2 separate regions of the Mus musculus genome follow, and region 1 is linked to region 2. Evidence: chromatin contacts called from public promoter capture Hi-C data. All regions are on one chromosome and are shown on one strand. Each heading gives the region's core, a stretch centred on a gene start, on an enhancer-like site or on the middle of the called end of the contact. The rest is flanking DNA. Distances are from core to core; before and after follow the strand shown. Region 1 overlaps Cachd1 (cache domain containing 1). Region 2 overlaps Ube2u (ubiquitin-conjugating enzyme E2U (putative)).

The links. Capture Hi-C pulls out chosen DNA fragments and counts their contacts.
Region 1: a promoter capture Hi-C map of adipose tissue shows a contact between it and region 2. The contact joins two enhancer-like sites. A contact is called at or near these places in 1 of 115 datasets of contacts at active chromatin or transcription factors (embryonic stem cells) and 1 of 9 other capture datasets (adipose tissue).

The regions. Positions count from the first base shown.
Region 1 is chr4:100,989,907-100,992,606 of GRCm38.p6, reverse strand. Cachd1 (cache domain containing 1) reads right to left here. Exons shown (of 27, transcript NM_198037.1): 23 at 1,632-1,783. Among named protein-coding and RNA genes, the nearest start is that of Raver2, 78 kb to the left of the region's middle. Within about 2 kb of position 1,411, at least 28 of the 459 cell types and tissues checked have an H3K27ac peak or open chromatin away from gene starts, as enhancers often do. A contact at or near this core is called in adipose tissue, where this site is marked.
Region 2 is chr4:100,516,417-100,519,116 of GRCm38.p6, reverse strand. All of the region lies in intron 6 of Ube2u (ubiquitin-conjugating enzyme E2U (putative)), which reads right to left. Among named protein-coding and RNA genes, the nearest start is that of Ube2uos, 10 kb to the left of the region's middle. Within about 2 kb of position 1,261, at least 17 of the 459 cell types and tissues checked have an H3K27ac peak or open chromatin away from gene starts, as enhancers often do. A contact at or near this core is called in adipose tissue, where this site is marked.

The sequences.
Region 1 (2,700 bases), core at 162-2,661, 470 kb before region 2:
GCTATGCTCTAAATTCCTCACTGACACACAAGAATGTGGGAGTGGAAGCTTCGTTTCATTCCTGATTCTTAAATGTTGGTTGCTACACAGAGCAAGAGCACCGATACTAAGGGCTGCTGCAAAGAGTGAACAGATGAAAACCGTTTACGCACATGCATTGCCTAGTGCTGATGCAGTCCTGGCTACCCTCAAGAGGCAACAGCACCTAGTAGAGAAAGGTGAGGTGGGCTTCTTGGAAGGACACATGAACTAAGGGATATGAAGTACACACGTCTATGGTTCACAGGCCACGTTGCAGAGGTGTGGCCTCCTGCAAGCACAGACAATACCCCTCTGGAGTATATTTGTGTGAACGGTGCCCTTATCTGGTTCAGCAGTAACACAAGAACTCAAACCCACAGCCCCGTAGGAGAGAATATAGCCTCCCTTCAGTCAGGGTAGATGTGTAGACATTTAAAAGCAAGATACAGGGCTGTAGAGACAGCTCAGCTGTAAAGAGCCCTGACTACTCTTCCAGAGGTCCTGAGTTTTATTCCCAGCAGGCACACGGTGGCTCACAACCATCTGTATTTGGAATTGGATGCCCTTTTCTGGTGTGTCTGACGATGACAACAATGTACTCCTATATACAAAATAAATAAATAAACCTTAAAAAAAAAAGCAAGATACAGATGGTCCCTAATTTGTGATGATTTGACTCATTTGTCACCTTCATGATGGTAAAAAGTAATGAAGCATTCAGTAAAAATGGCTTGGGCTTTGGAATCTTGGGCTTGGAATATGGAAGATAGATATTCTCTTGATGCAGGTTATGGCAATTCCCAATCAGCCCTGGGCTCACAAGGGTTAAAAAACCAGCACTCTGTGGTGAACTGTTCTGTTAAGTTATTTAACATTCAGCAGGCTGAGTGTATTAAAAAACATTTTGACATTTTTTTTTCAACCCATAATAGGTTTATGGGGTCACAACTGTATACCAAGATGAGAAACGTCTACATTCACTAGTGGCTTAGATACGGTGACTCAAATTTGCCAGCTAAGAGCAAGGGCATGCTGCTGATTCTGGGAAGACACTGGAAAAAAAAATCCAATGATAAATAGAGTCTTTGGTAGTATCTTCAAGAACTGGTGACCTGATCCCAGGGGGCTCTTCATATGGTGTCTTTGTCCATACCCTAAGCTGCTATAGCAACCCTAAGCAGCCTTGGCATCTGCTGACCTCATTGCCCTAAACAGTGGTGGGTAGCTGAAACCTTGTAAGGTGGGAAGGGGAAAGGGAAGGCTCGGGGATGAGCTAGCACACCCCAGGCAGGCCCTGTGCTCTGACAGCTGGGATGCACATCCAAGCGGACTCGAGTTCAGCCATGTGGAAACCAGGCCAGAGTTTCTTAAAGTCAGCTTCATGGGAATGAATTCCAGGCTTGCAAAATTTGGCAGCATGGTTGGCTGCTCACTGCACAGAGTGTGTAGCCAGCTCTGAAGGTAATTATCTGCCTTGGGTTTTTTTAACTAAGGATGACTGGGCAAACGAATCAGGGAAGCTGGGCAAAGGATGATTAATGTTGGTCCCAGGATACAGGCAGAAAATTGCATTCAAGAGTCAAATCACCATGGATCCCTAGTCAACATACCGATGGCTCCCATGTCATCAACATAGGGACTTTTGGCTCCCACGATCCCCCCGAAGCATTCTTTCTGGGGCGCACAGTAGGATTTGTCCAGGTGAGTCTTTCCATCACTGTCCACCACACACCATTCGCAGTCCAGCACACCGAAACAGTCCCTGGCAGGTTGACAATGTTTAAGGAAGCAGTATGAGCGGGAGGGCGGGTAAGTTGGCCTTTAGTCAGATCTCAGGGCCCCAGCTTTACTCCAGCTCTGAATGGCTGCCTGTCAAGCCCCTTTCCTTGTCAAGTGGGGAGAGCAGTTTTTAACCTGAGGGTGGCTATTGCATGCCTCTCGGCCACAGGACAATGAGAGAAGGCCAAGTATTCTGAGTTACCTTACAACCTCCACGTGGGAATTAGTGTGGTCTTATTCAAAGTCATCTCAGAAGATCAAAGGCAAATGGCCCCAGGGTTGTTTGGTTTTGGTCTAACATGCCCCATGTGAGTGGTCATTATGTTGGTTTTTGTTGGAAAAGGAAGAAATAATAGACAAATACATTCAGGAAAAGAGTAGTCAGTCTGTTTAAAAGAGCTTTCCTAACAGCCAGTCTCCTGAGCCGCGTGCATAGTGAGGCTCTTAAAAAATTACACTGGTGGCAATGCTACCTGCTCCTAAATGTAGCGTGACAACCCATGTTAATCAGTGCTTGGGTGACCCTTTCCTCAGCTCAACCAAAGACGAGGCTGACATGCCCTCTGTGCCCTCGCTTGGCCTGATCCACATGGTAACCAGCAGGCAGAGGGAGGGAATTCCCTCCTCCAGGTCTGCCATAGCCTCTGCCCCATGCCTAGTCCAAAACACCCAGAGGGGAGCAGCCTGCTGCAGGGGACACAGGGCTGGTAGTTCTCAGAACTACCCTGGAGCAGATCTGTTTTCGGAGAAGGGAAAACTAATGAGTTCTGCAATACTTCCCAGAGAAGCCTTGATGGCTGCTGGGTCCTGTTTGGAAGCCCAGATCCTAATCCCTTGCAACATCTCTTGCACTTTGCTTATTGAAACAAAATGACCTCATACACACAGCAGAGGCCCTTT
Region 2 (2,700 bases), core at 12-2,511:
TCACCTCTTCTCCTAGGCATTTGTCAACTCCCATCATGACAGGGAGAGTGGAAGTTCATCTATGTTTTATTGAAAAGGGCACTAAAATAGTTTAAGCCACAGAGATACTATATTCACAGTACCTTACTACAGTATGTTGTCATAATTGTTCTGTTTCAGATCACTTATTTTTTAGATTTATTTAACTTTACAAATATGAGTGTTTTGCCTGCATTCATGTATTATGTATTATATACCATGTGCATTTCTGGTGTCTCCAGAAGTCAGAAGAAAGCATTGTATCCCCTGGAACTAGAGTTAGAATTGATTGAGATCTACCATGTACATGCTCAGAATAGTACCCAGGTCCTCTGGCCAGAGCAACACATACTCTAAAGTGCTGAGCCACCTCTCTAGTCCTGTGTCCCCAAACATCTTATAAAAGGAAAAAGACAACCAGGCAGCAACACTTATTGCTCTCTCTTCTTGTCTGCAATATGACCAGCAGCCACCATGACCATTATGTCTCTACCCTCAGACTGTGAGCTTAAGTAAACCCTTCCTTCCTTAAGTTGTTCTTGTGAGGTGTATTGTTAACAGCAACAAGACAAGTGACTAAAACAGATTTTATAGGGGAAAAATTCACACACACACACACACACACACACACACACACACACACACATATATAGGATCTTGGAATTTGATCACTTCCTGTGGATGAGCAGGGACTACTGTGGTTAACGGTTGGTGGGACATAGGCTTTTTTGTATCACCTTCTGTAAAGAAAGCCCTTGTTCCCCAGACCACAGGAGAGTTCCTGTCCTGCTTTGATGGGAGGCAGAGACAGGTGAATTTCTGTGAGTTTAAAGCTAGCCTGATCTACAAAGTGAGTTCCAGGATAGCCAGGGCTATACAGAGAAACCCTGCCTTGAAAAACAAAAACAAAAACAAACAAAGAAAACCAAAGAGACCTCGAATCTGGGCTCTCTATGTTCCTTTCCATGTCCTGTCAAGGAAGCTATTTCTCCTCAGTATTGCCTTGGCATCTTGGACACAGTGCTTATTACATTATATCAATGCAACTCAACAAAAACCAGTCACAACTCAACAAGACACCAAACTGTACATACAAAATGTGATTACAGAGACTGGTGACTTGGTTCTAAAAAAAAAATTATAGACTTCTAAAGGAAGCCTAGAAAGAAGAGAAAAGGCTGTCAGGGAGGACGCTTCTGCTCAAAGTGACTCATTTAAATAGAACTCACTCTGACCTTAGCATTCTTCAAATTCCTTCTTAGCTACACTACTAGTATTTGACCTGTGCCTTGGACATCTGATGGAAGATGTTTCCTACACTGTCCTTTTCCCTGCTGTTTCTCTTGCAAAAGAGCTCTGCACTCTAGAATACAAGGCACATGAGTTTAGGGATCACATTTTGTAAGGGTGTGTACCCATCATTGGGGCGTAGTGCCTGCTATAGGATAGTATGTTCAGAGAATGAATTTTAAAGATACAGATAAAGTACTGGTCCTTGTATGGGTGGAAAAGCCTGCCATGCAACTGGTGAGTGGTATTCTACACAATATGCAAAAATTCCAGCTGACTGTACAAGTTTAACGTCAACAGAAACCCTGTTAAACCTGAGAGTCTTAAGAGAAGGCCAGTTCCATAGTTTTTAGCTAAATTTGAAGCAAACTTTAAATATTGGCCAGGATAATGAACTCTGGCTGGGTCCATTCTGGGGTTCCAGAAAATGGTGATGAGTCACAGCTTGCAGAGGCTTAAAAAGGCCACAGTCTTTCTTCCCTGCCCACGGGTGATCAAGCACATCTGGTGCCATTGGTCAAACAAACTTGTTCAGGGGAACAAAAACAAGTGGCTTGTTATCTTCCATAAACAACAGCCCCCAGCATTTCGGGACGTATCTGCCTTTGGGCAAGTAGGCCTTACAGGTAAACTTTGGTCCTTACATCCCCTAGTTCAGCAGAACCCCATGCCATGTTCCATGCAGTTGATCATACTCTGCTTGAGTTTTGTATTCTTTTGTATTCAGAGGCTTAACCTCTGGAATATATTTCTATAAATATGCTTTTCTTCCTGCTCATGAAGTTCCAGTGGATTGGATATCATAATACTAGGAGTGGTATATCTCTTTGAATAACCTCTACAAGACCTCATTGTGATGTCTTATTTCAAACTAAAAAGTAGGGGCCAGCACAGTGGCTCAGTGGATCTGAGTTCAACCCCTGGAGACCGGGGGAGGGGGGAACTGATGTAGTAGTATGCATCTGTGACCCCAGCCCTCTTAAAGGAGAAGCAGACAGAAGAATCACCCTGAAGCTCACTGGCCACCTTTCCTGAGTACACTGTTCAGCAGCAGAAACAAGAGAGATCCTAAGACCCTGCCTCACCAAGGTAGGAGAGAAGTGACTCCCAAAAGTTCTCTTCTTATCTCCAAATGCATGGCATGCCTACTCTTTCTTCATTTCTCTCTCTCCTCTCTCTCTCTCTCTCTCTCTCTCTCTCTCTCTCACACACACACACACACACACACACACACACACACACACACACACACACACGCCACCTGAACACACAAACACCAATAAGTAAAGAACAAGTAAAAGAGAGAAGAGACAATTGAACATAGCATATCAGGAGCAATCACTGGAACCCATACAACCAATCTAATTATGATATATATCATAAACGGATTGT